3 separate regions of the Mus musculus genome follow, and regions 2 and 3 are each linked to region 1. Evidence: chromatin contacts called from public HiCAR-type and promoter capture Hi-C data. All regions are on one chromosome and are shown on one strand. Each heading gives the region's core, a stretch centred on a gene start, on an enhancer-like site or on the middle of the called end of the contact. The rest is flanking DNA. Distances are from core to core; before and after follow the strand shown. Region 1 holds the start of Aqr (aquarius). Region 2 holds the start of Spred1 (sprouty protein with EVH-1 domain 1, related sequence). Region 3 has its middle 59 kb from the start of Gm46758.

What was found. Promoter capture Hi-C pulls out the DNA fragments that hold promoters and counts their contacts. HiCAR-type assays count read pairs that join an accessible place to other places.
Region 2: a promoter capture Hi-C map of liver shows a contact between it and region 1, with 11 times the contacts expected there. The contact joins the promoter of Spred1 here to the promoter of Aqr in region 1. A contact is called at or near these places in 8 of 39 promoter capture datasets (the 3T3-L1 cell line, the HPC-7 cell line, embryonic stem cells and 5 more), 1 of 484 Hi-C or Micro-C datasets (pre-B cells) and 3 of 115 datasets of contacts at active chromatin or transcription factors (astrocytes, embryonic forebrain and embryonic stem cells).
Region 3: a HiCAR-type map of astrocytes shows a contact between it and region 1, with 6 times the contacts expected there. The contact joins the enhancer-like site here to the promoter of Aqr in region 1. A contact is called at or near these places in 4 of 39 promoter capture datasets (the 3T3-L1 cell line, hippocampal neurons, liver and 1 more) and 2 of 115 datasets of contacts at active chromatin or transcription factors (astrocytes and embryonic stem cells).

Annotation. Positions count from the first base shown.
Region 1 is chr2:114,173,144-114,177,028 of GRCm38.p6, reverse strand. Aqr (aquarius) reads left to right here and starts at 1,690. Exons shown (of 35, transcript NM_009702.3): 1 at 1,690-1,937. The coding sequence starts at 1,863.
Region 2 is chr2:117,119,471-117,123,355 of GRCm38.p6, reverse strand. It overlaps Spred1 (sprouty protein with EVH-1 domain 1, related sequence), which reads right to left and starts at 2,285. Exons shown (of 7, transcript NM_033524.3): 1 at 1,600-2,285. The coding sequence starts at 1,631.
Region 3 is chr2:116,974,276-116,978,160 of GRCm38.p6, reverse strand. No RefSeq gene overlaps it. Among named protein-coding and RNA genes, the nearest start is that of Gm46758, 59 kb to the right of the region's middle. Within about 2 kb of position 2,265, at least 300 of the 459 cell types and tissues checked have an H3K27ac peak or open chromatin away from gene starts, as enhancers often do. A contact at or near this core is called in astrocytes, embryonic stem cells, hippocampal neurons and 2 more, where this site is marked.

The DNA of each region.
Region 1 (3,885 bases), core at 441-2,940:
ATTTCAGCATCTTAAGAGTCATCATCAAAGTCATTTGAAAGCCTGCCCTACTGTTTTATAGATGCCATAGTTGGCAATAACATGTCAGTGGTAGTTATATATTCAGAATGCTTTACATTTAAAATTGTAATCGAGCAAATTTTTATCTATATGTCTACAAACCATAAAAGATGGAGGGACGAAAGCTACAACATGTATATACTTGATGGCCAGACCTACAGCTATTTTCTTTCACAGTCCTCATTTTGGGCAGATGGGTATATATCACAAATTAAGAGAGAGAGAATGGTGTACCAGTCTACTGCCTATATTCCTCTAGAGAGGACTTACTAGAGATAACTGTTCAACCTATGTATGAGTTTGTAAATGGGATGGGTGTGCTAACCCAAGAATTATAAAATAAGTGACCAAATAAGAACCAGGCTAAAGTTTTAAACAGTTATTTCCCTAGTGAGGATAAAAGCATAAAACTCACAAGAAGTTGTGAGTTCAGCATCATGGACCATTGGAGGAACATGAATTACACCTATACTGTGATGTACCACATACGTAGTATGCCTAAAACAACTTTAAAAACTATCCATATTAAAAGTCGGTAAGGGAAAGAAGACAACACAAGTCTCAAATGTTAGCAAGGCACAACTGCTTTGGAAAGACAGACATTTCTTAAAATGGCAAACATACACCATTGAATGTGTTGCTTCAGAGGAAATGTATGTCTACATAATGACTTAGAATCGCCTGTAGAGGACTTTCTTGTAGTAGTCAGCAACTAGAAACAATCTAAACGCATATCAACATATTACTAAATTTATGGATTGTAGTATGTCTGAAAAGTTGGCTATTATTTAGCAATACAACTGAATCAGTGACTGATATGAACAACACAGATGCATCTCAAAATAATTTTGAGTGACCAAAAAAGAACATATTCTAAAATGTATGTAAAATAGTTTCTTTTTAAATTTTATTTTTACTTTTATTTCATGTGAATTGGTGTTTTGCGTGCATGTATGTCTGTGTGAGGGTGTCAGAGCCTCTGGACCTGGAGTTACAAACAATTGAGAGCTGCCATGTGGCTTCTGGGAATTGAACCCAGGTCATCTGGAAGAGCACCTGGTGCTCTTAACCGCTGATCAATCTCTCTTTTATTCCTCTGCAAATTTGCATAAAGTTTATATAAAATTCTGTAGTTAACAGTGACCCAGAGGATCCATGATAGTAGAAGACTGTGTGAGAAAAAGGGGTGATAGGTTGAAGGCAGAAGGACACATAGTAACTTTTAATGGCTTTGGGTAATCTCATTGCCATGATTCTGGTGATACAATAATAGATAGACAACTATTTCAAAGTGTATTAAGTTTTACACTTGGTTTATGTTTATTGTATGGCAATCAGTACTTCCAGGCAGTTTTTGAAGTCACACGGTGCCTCAAATTCTAAGAGTATGGGTTTTGCTTTTTACTATATTTTTCTTTAGCGTTCAAATAAAGTCGACATCCTATTCTTTCAACTCCCACCTTTATTAATCACATTCAACACATCTTTCAGCCCCCTCTCTCCCTATGACCCAATCCTACACGCTGTATGTTATCTTTCTTCCTTCCACTAGGGGGCAATAAAGAGACAGGTAAAGGCAGCCTACTTTCTAGCTCAAGCTTAACTCTTGCCTTGACTTCCGGGCCCACTAGTTCTGCTTCCGGGGAACGCCGGGACTTCTCAGGTTCCGGGAGGAACCGTGGGAGCCCAGCGTGTCTGTGCCGGGCGCTCTGGCACCTCGGGGCTGGGTCGCCGCCGCTGCTTGAAAGCTTTCGAGAGTCGCCGCTACGAGCCTCTGGTCAGCTTCAGTGGCGATCGCTGCGATGGCGGCTCCTGCGCAGCCCAAGAAAATCGTGGCCCCCACGGTGTCCCAGATCAACGCGGAGTTCGTCACTCAGGTGAGCCCCGGCGTGCCCGCTTGTGTAAGGAGGGATGCCGAGGACCTAAAGCCCGGGATTGGGATTGATTTTGATATCTTGTGTACGTGCAAGTTGCTAGTTAAACATTGGAAAAGCTGCAGTGAAAGAGGCCGCTCCTCGTTAGACCACAAAGCGTGCTTCTGAATTGTATTACTCTGACAAGACTCTGTCTACAAGTAGATCGCTCTATGGCAGTTAATTGTCATTATAACCTTTCATTTAGGAGACAACAGAGCCAATTCCGGGCCTGTAGCCTTTCACATCCTTGTTAATTCTTAGGAAATTATTGAGAGTGTAAGTGCGGGAAAATTTAAGCCCTCCCGCGCCTCTTCTGGCTCCGCAGATTTGTCAGGGCAGAAGCCTAGAAACTGTTTCCATTCGCTTAGCCCCAGCATGTCTACACAGTGTTTGTCTGTATTTCTGGACCTCTCTCGCCCAAAGATGCCTTCCCCACTAAGACTTGTTGATCTGTCATATTTCCTCTTGCCCTCCTGCAGCCTGTTCTTCAGATTGCTCCAGAGTGCTCACTGGTGCAAACCTGCTCACATTACTTGTCTTCCTACAGTGTCCCGTAAACAATTCTGATTGTCCCTGGGATAATGACTGGAATCTTTGAAAGTGCTGTGATCTGGCCTATGCTTTTACCCAAAGTGCCCTTCCTTTCTTCTTTCCTCCCTTCCTTTCTCTCTGTACCTGTCTGTCTGTCTCTCCCTCCTTTCCCCCCTAATTTTATGCTTTTATGGCTATAGCTGCGGTTACTTGAATATGCCATGGTAACTAAAAAGTGGATCCTGTTAACTTGGTTTTCTTTATTTTCATCCTTTTATACAATATTAGAGAGGCTATCCCGACTTCTTAACCGCATTAAAGCTAAATGCAGATAAGTACACAGTTTGAGAAAGAACACAAAAACAGTCCAGGCAAGTGCTGATACCTTAAAGTTTGAATGTAAAGAAAGAGCTAGAATGACAGGAACACATGAACCGAGAGGGAAAGTGCGGAGGAGAGATGGTGCCTGTCTTTCATTCCCAGCATGTGAGATGTGAAGACAGTGGGGAATGGAGTTCAAGGCTAGCCTTGTCTGTTTTGAGGCCAGCATAGGGTTCACAAGAAAGTTTTCACATTGTAGAAGGTCTCTTATAAAGTCTGCTGATTGTAAGATATTGAGCTGTAAATGAAAAGAACACACAGGTACCATCTTCTCTGTTTCACTTCAATGAGGATGAATAATCAGTGAAATGTTTATAATACAGAAATAGAAGAATATATTGAAACTGTTTACAACCTGAAAGATGGAAGCGTTAGTTGTCCGTTAGTGTTGCAGAAGCTTCTTGGAAGAAGAACACTTCAGACGTGGTTTCATTTGTCCGTTCATCTTTCTGTCTGTGTGTCTGTCTAGTGATACACCAAGCATTGAAGTCTACCAGACAGTGCAGTTACCTATTAAAAAATGTGCTCCCTAGAGTTTCTGGTTTTTTAAAAAGAGATTTTGTTTTGTTTTTAAAAATCAGTAAGAACTATTTTGTTTTTCAATTTTAATTTTTAATTATGTGTTTGGGGTGGGGTGGTATGTGCTGGTGAGTGCAGTTATCTGTGGAGGACAGAAGAGGCTGTCAGTTCCCTAGAACTGCAGTTGGAGAGAGTTGTAAGTCACTCAGGATAGTACTGAGAATACAATCAGGCCCTCTGGAAGACCAAGTACACTTAACTGCTGAGCCACTTCTTCACCCCCAGTCTATGTTTCTTAACAGTTGTATAGTCCACTTCAAATTCTGGAGAGATTATATATATATGTATTTAAATTTCTAAGCAAAGCTTGACCTGCTAAAATATACAACACCAACTTCTAATAATCAGCCTTTCTACTCCATTTCTTAATGATTTTTGTCTACTTATGTCTGGGTATAGTAGTCATTTAAAGGCTTAT
Region 2 (3,885 bases), core at 1,036-3,535, 2.9 Mb before region 1:
GCAAGATACTAATAAAAGTTCCCGTCATTCCCTTCAGCATTTCCGCAGTTTTTCTCAGCCCAGCATTGAGACAGGGTTCTTGATCTGGCTCAAAATAGATCTAGTCTGCGGAAGGCAGTGACAGTGTACTGCACTGTGAATGGACAGCCAGGTATTTTATGAATGGAGGCGATCACGTGATCCCAGCACCTCCCCGAACTGATATTTCCCACATAACTGTGTCAACATTCTGAGAACTGGGGTAGTTGTTTGTGTGTGCGCGTATGTTCCAAATTTTAATCTAAAACTTCAAATTCTCCTCACTTCCTGAACCCAAAAATCTACACAAGGACAAACAAGCTTCGAGTGGTTTTCTTAGGAAAGCCTTTCAAGTTGTCCAAGGTGATGGATGTTTAATTATTTTTTTTATGAATGAAGTGTGCTATGCAAATGAGGGCGATTCACAAAAAGAGAGAACATGGCGGCCACTTCTGCTTCTAGACTGCACTGACTGCAGCAATCCACCTCCTTCCACACCCGCTCCTCAATGCGTGCTTTTCAAAGGGGGGGGGCGTTGCTCGGCATTTTTCTGCTATTTTATGGTAAACGGGCCTTTAAAGCCTTCTCGAAAAGATCTGACTTGAGGAATGCACTTTATTTAAAGGAATGCATCCTAAGGACTAGACTTCATTTAACTCTTCATAGCCCTCCAAATACAAACAAAAATTGAATTCAATTACAGAAAAAACAGACACCAAAATTCGGCCCCAAATTAACTCTCAACAGGAAACTCTTACAGCCCCATTATTCCTTCAAGAGGCTGCTACATTAAAGCAAAATATTTAAAAGGCACGGTGATTCATTTGGAAAACCTAAGGACAGTCCAAAAAAGCAAAAACTTATGGATCAAGCTCTGATGAAGTCACCAACGCGTTCGGCAATGTAAACCGTACTTTATCACAGACGGAAGCCAAACCCTAGCATTCAAAATTTTTAATTACTCTGTTCTTGATTAAGACGGGTTCAATACTCTCGAAGGTTAAAAAAATAATAATAAAAAAACACAATAGCTCAACATCGCCCACACTCCAGGTGTCCTTAATCCTATTTAATTCTTAAAATGTTTCCCTAACCCTATCTTTTTACTAGAATAGTATAGGTCATAAGTTTAAAAAGTGGGGCGGGGGGCGAAGGCTTAATCGGTATTTAGGAGTCACTGAGTCATCGAATTAGGATTCAAGAGCAGTTTGCGGCTGGAGGTGCTCCCACACATTAGTTTCCGAGCGAAATAGCTGTAGAGGCAGGGTGGCTGGATGTTCAAGGTGTTTGGGGAGGGGGGGCGGGTTTGACGCCGGAGTGAAGGGCAGGCAAAGGGTAGTTTCTACTCCACTTTGAGCTACCCACATTATTACTCTGTCTCGGAGACGTCCGACTGCTACGCCGCCTCTGCACTGCACTCGATACCCTTCCCCAAGCAGAGAGGCGAAAATGCACGAATGAAAAGGGGTGCTGCCATTAAAGAAAATGGCCCGACACATCGGGCATCTATCACCTCCCGGGCGGGACGGGCTGGGGGGAGGGGGCTGCCCCCCGGGCTCAACCAGGCCAGGGCTCGCTTACTCGTTGTCAGAAGTCGCCGTCTCCTCGCTCATCTTTCCCTCACCGTGATCCGATCAGGAGATGGAGGAGCAACAGCAGGCAGGGAAGCAGCGGCAGCGGCGGCACCGAGGGGCGGCGGGCGACGACGGCCGGCGGGGCGCGCGGGCAGCGGCTCGGGGGCCTCACCATGGTGGATGCCTCACTCGGAGCGGTGCCCCGCGAGCCGGGCAGCCCGGCCACCCCCGCAGGGGGGCGGCGGCAGCAAGCGCGGCCGTGGCGACCCCAGCGGTTTGCCGCGCCGAGGTCGAGTGCGAAGCCGAGACGGCGCGGGCGACTGCGGGCGCTGAGGGGGACGCGGCCGGTGGCTGAGGCGGTGCTGCTCTCAGGGGCGCGGCGACGGGCGGGCGGCGGGAGCCGGCGGGGGGCAGCCGAGCGCTGGCTGCGGGAGGCGGCGCGGTCCCGCCGAGGTGCCGCGCACCATCTCCCGCCTGGCCGCCGGCTGCCCGCGCGGCGCGCCTGGTCGGCCCTCAGGGGCTGCCTCGGACGCGCTCCAGCTGAGGGGCCGCAGGCAGGGCGCGAGGCGAGCGTCGGAGCCCGAGGGCACAGTGCCGAGCGGCGGCGACGAGGGCCGAGATCAGCGCTGCTCGGCGGCCCGCTCCTCACGCCCGCGAGAGGGGAGCCGCGAGGGGGGCGGCGGAAGCGCTCACGCCGCCCGCTCCTTCCGCCGCTCGAACCGGGGGCGCCCGCGGGAGAGGCAGGCGAAGTAGTCCCTCGCGACTTCTGGGCCGCCGGGGCTCGCGCGGGTGCGGCTGGGCGGACGTGGGGCGCGGCTGCAAGCCGGAGGCGCGGGGCCTCTGAGGGGTCGGGGGGAAACCTAAAAGCCGCGGCCCGCAGTCGAATCACTGCAGCTCTGGATCGTGGGCAGCATAACAAGTTTCAGGAAAGTAGTTCCCTCCTCCCCTCGCTTCCCAAATCGTCGGGCAGCGGGAGCGGGGCGAGGAGGGTGGCGGAGGGATATGTCGCTGCACTGCATCGCGCGCGTGTGCGTGCGCGCGCTCCAAACTCTTGGCACGCCGAGGAAAGGGGGCGGGGGTGGGAGCTGTGAGCCGAGCTGCTCCGGGACTGGCATTGTTGCGACGCTCAAGTCCCCGTTACTCGGCCTGGGATATCCGGGTTGCCGGGACAAGCGGGCAGCACACCGTGTGCTCGGGGAAGAAATCGGGAGGCCACTCCGTACTGCTCAGTGCGCGTGCACGCGCGCGCGTGTGTTGTGTTTTTCTTGCAAAGAATGGAACTGGCATGAGTTCATCTCTTAGTGGGGGTTACAGGCCAGGACTGCAAAGCGAGCTCCTCCTGCTGTCCCTCTAGTTGCATTGCTGCAGTTCCCTTGCTTCTTGCACAAGGGTAGTTGTGTGCGTGTGATGTGTGTGTGTGTGTGTGTGTGTGTGTGTGTGTGTGTGTGTGTGTGTGTGTGTGTGTGTAGAAAGAGTTGGTTTCAATACCTCGCAGCGCGATCCTCACTGCGCAAACAGCATGCAATGCTGGGCATTCATCTCTGGAAGCACGAGTGCTTGTTAATGGAGAACGGCTTCCATTGAAGCCCGGGGTAGGCGGGTTACATGAATCTGGCGCATCCAGCAGCACAGGAAATAACTCCCGCTGCGAGCGAGGTTGCATAACTATAGCGCAGGAGAAGCCTGTGTGGCACGAACTTTGGCGAACAGAGGCGGAACGGTTGTTGGATAGGCAGCTGTCACGTTTGCATTGTCAGAGGACAATGTATGCAATCATCCCAAAAGATCTTTTTTGCACAAGAACCTTCTAAGGTTGAGGGCTGGAGCCTGGGATCTTTGTGACCGGAGGGCTAGGAACTCCTAGCTCTATAAATTCTATTATCTTGTCTCTAAGAAGTCAGCTTATACACAAGATGGCCTGGGGGACTGACTCCCTAGCGCTCCTAAGTTCCTGTGGCGTCTCCCTAGGCGGTTTTGCGATAGGCTTTTCACTTTGTTCTCAAGTTTACTTAACCCCCGGGGAAGGAAGCTTCCTGTTCCAGCCACCTTGAGAGATAGAACAATTCCAAGGGAAGAAGTCCAGCGGGCCTCCTAAGGAAACCGTCACTCTTCAGCCAAAGGTTTCCAGGAAGCCTCAGAATTGCTGCTCTCCTCCGAATGAGTACACACTAATGTGCTAACAGTACTGTGCACATAAGAGTGCCTAATGTGTGTTTGACGAAGGAATAAAGGCGCTAACCCAGCCAGCCGTGCACCAAAAACCCATACCGTGGATCACTGAGGTTTCTTTATA
Region 3 (3,885 bases), core at 1,016-3,515, 2.8 Mb before region 1:
AAGCTGTGTTATTTGATGGTCCTCATTAATGCTGGTTACAGGCGTTTTCAGACCTAACCCTAACCCTCTGGTGTTCCCCAGACTGGGGACAAAGCAGGATTACATACAGGTCCTGGCTTTATAGTCATTGGGGTTAGTGACTGGGGCATGAATTGGTTCTTAAGAGCTTTGAGGGGTGACGTCATTCTGTATTTCCATCTGACCACTCATTACTGCTCTAATTACTTTCCAGTGTTCTCTTGTCCCTTCTGCCATGATGACTGGCGACATTTGAGGCAACCACTGTGGGATGAATGAAGAGACACCATGTAGAGTTTCCAGAGAATACAGGATATATATATATACATATATATATATATATATATATATATATATATATATATATATGGGTGAGCAGTAACTCTTTGTTATAAAGAAAATCTTGCTTTAAATTAAGCTTAATGCTGTCTACCTGACTTGATATAAATGATAATGAAGAAAACGTGGAGGTAAGCATTTACATGGGCTGGCTCATTTAAATCCTCACAAGAACAAAAATGGCTTTTATTTCCTCTGATTAATAGATGAGGAGTCAAATAACTTTTCAAACCTCTCCCATCTTGGAAATGGTAGGCCTGAACTTTGAACTCAAGGTTTCCCTGACAGAAAACCAAGGAACTATTATTTCCAGAGCATTCCTTGGAAGAGAAAATGCTAAGGCAGCCTAGGGAGTGGTAATTAATTTAGCACTTTGCATTCCGGAAGAAGCATTCCCGGGTAAATCAAGTCCTCTGTCAGCTCACCCCTCTGGGTAGGATGAGGTGTTCTCTCACCGGCAACCTGGTATCCGCCCAGAGCCTCCCGGTACCCGGGTTTGTTGCCCTGTGGCTGTGTAAACAACGTCTCTGCCTGGAAGAGCTCAGAGTCAGTTTTGGCCATTTAACCTATGTGTGACCCTGAAAATGTGAAAATGTTAATCTCAGTCTCTCTCAGCTTTGTTTCCTTTTTTTTCAGTGAAAGGGAGGAAGCTATAGAATCCAGTTCAGAGCCTACTGTGAGGAATTAGGGAGGCCCTGTGTAAAGCACTTGGAATTTTCTCTCCCCACCCCCATACCTTCAGAAATAACGAGTGCAGAGTCACTCTATCTGCTTGTGAACATTTTGAAGGTTTTCATTCCCCTCGAGAGGAAAGAGGTCTGTTTTGGAGAGAGGCCAGTGGTGTTCAAAATGCAGGAAGTAAAAGAAACATAGGAGCAATTCCCTTGCACTGGAGGAGAGCTCTCTTTTAGTATAAGCAGAAAAGCAAATTGACTTGGTGAATAATAATTTTTCTTGAAGGTTTTTTTTTTTAATTGTTGTGTTTTTTGAGTTTTGTTTTGTTTTGTTTTTGTCTTTTACTGAGATGAACCAGCTTCCGCCTGAGGTGAACAAATCCTTTCCCCTCTCAGATCTTATCGTTTCTTATCTGGAAGATGGATAGATTGGAGCCAGTCTCTCCAGTGTCTGGTGGCTGTTTGATCCTGCCATGCCCTGTTGCATCCGCCCGGGAGGAATGTGTCTGGAGCCTGTTTCTGTCTTGGGCTGTGAAACTCAGCCTGGAGGGGCTTCCTCAGAGTGAAGGAAAAGTGACCTAGCCTCACTTCTGTTTGACGTTAGAGTTCTGTAGCTTTCTTTGGTGGGGGGGTCTAACACGTGGGACCAAAGGAAAAGCGCATGGAGTCTGCAAACAGTTGTGGAACAAGTGCGTTTCCCCGCAGGCCAGCAGGGGAGAGGGAAAGGAAACAAAACAAGACAAAAAAAAAAAAAAAAAAAAACCACACACACACACACACACACACACACACACACAAAAGATGTTTATTGCAAAGCTACAGTCCCAGACTAACCTGGAGGGATGTTTGAATTCTGGAAAACCTTATGGATAAGCCTCGCAATTATGTACTTAGTCACAACCAGAGGGGAGGAACTTTGAAGGCACTGAATTGAAGAGACACAAAAGTCAGGAAGTGACCCTTTCGTGGGGACTGCAGAGGCCACAGAGGAGAAACAAAGTCCCTTCACAACCAGGGAAGACGGACCGTACCATCCCGGGGGGCCGGAGTGGGGAAGAGGGCGGTGGAAACTGACATCCTCGCTCTCAAGGAGCCGGCGAGGACACGGGATTTCCCGACTGAAAAGCCTCAGTGTTCGCCTGTCCCCGCACAGCCTCTCCCCCTCCGTGGAGGCCTGGGTCCGGCAGCCCGGGGGCGCCCTGCATCACCGCTCTGTGCGCGGGCGGGGCCGCGCTCCCCGGCCTGGAGATGGATGGCGTGCCCGAGCCAGCCCATCTGCGGCCGCGGCTGGTCCGGGAGGAAGCCGTCCCCGGGGATGAATGGGGCTTTGTTCGCTGCCAGCCGCGCTCCCCTCGCGGCCCGGCCCGGCACAACGGAGGCAGTATGCGACAGGCATGGAAATGAGCCGCGGGCTCTCCCCTCGCAGCGCCCAGGAATGCTGGCCAGCCGGAAAGGAGCCCTCGCTGGGGACCCGCTCCCGCGCCTCTGAAACCCCATTGAGAAGGGCTCTTTGAAGCAATTAAAGCGCGTTTCACGGCGGCCCGGGAGGGGGCCCTGGCCGTCCAGCTTCTCTTTTTACCCCTCTTCTCTGTCCGATCGTGTTTGTGCACCTTGGTGTGGCGGGTTACCTAGAAACCAGGCCAGAACCCGCTCCCTCTCTTGCAGAGATTCTGTAACCTCACAAAAGTGTCCCCATAAACAGATTGCTTGTCACCAGGGGGCGGGGGTGTGTGCGGGCTAGAACCCAGTTTGGACTTGCTCCAAGCTGACCTGCAGAGCCTGGGTTCCTGCTTTCAAAGGCTTCTTTGCTGGGCTCTGCACCCACCTGCCCTGCAGTCAGGTTTAGGCAGACAGAAATTGCCTCTAGATGAAAAAGTCCTGAGGCTGCGGCTCAGCATTTTCCATTTTCTCAGTGGTGGGGTGGGCCGCGTTCAGGTCTAGAAGTGATGTCACAACCAGCCCTGTAAAGTGATGTAACCTGCACTTGTTGAAGGACTAGGACCGGGCTATTTTGAGACTCTTGAGTTTCTTCCTTCCCCCCTGGAGAAAAGTGGGTGACTGGGCAACTCACAAAGCCGCTCTGGGTACAGCGGTTCTCATTTGTTACCGGGGAAAATCTTAAGGCTCAGGAACTGATTCCGTGAAGAAGGATGGAATTCCTTCTAAATTGGAGGTGGGCACCTTATATATATACCCATGGGGCAAGTGTGTGAACTGAAGGCCCAGTAACACCCATATAAAAAGATTTCATTGAGTTCTCTAGTTGATTTTATAGTGCTTTCTTTCCTCTAGGAGTTAAGTCTGTCTCTTCCCCAGCAGGTGCTTCCTAGAGAACAGGATTCTTTTGTTGTAGCTTTGCTTTGTTTGTTGTGTTTCTGAGACTTGGTTCTTGAATTTCCCTCTGTGGCCAAGAATGGTGGTATATTCCGGATCGGCCTGCCTCTACCTCCCAAGTGCTGGAGTTCAGGCGTGTGCTGCCTTGAGCATCATGATCTCTTTGGGGGGGGGGGGGTTGTTTGTTTGTTTTGTTTTGTTTAGAAGTATGGGAAAGGTTCTGTGTTCAGAGCAGGTCCTTAACAATACTTATGCTAGGCAAATACATTCAATGAAGGAGCGAATGAAGTCCGATCCTCTGTTTTGTTTGTTTTGTATAATTCCAAACGAGAAGTAGAAGTAGTGAGCACAAGGTGGTTCCTGGGCAAGGAAGACGTTGAGAAGTTTGAAGGGAAGGTTCGGGAACATTTTTGAGAGCACAAACATGCCTCAAATGTTTCCTGAAATGACCCAGAGGAGAGCAGGCACTCAGGTGGGGGACTCATTCTTTCCAAGTTTGGGGTTGGTTGGTTCTGGCTAA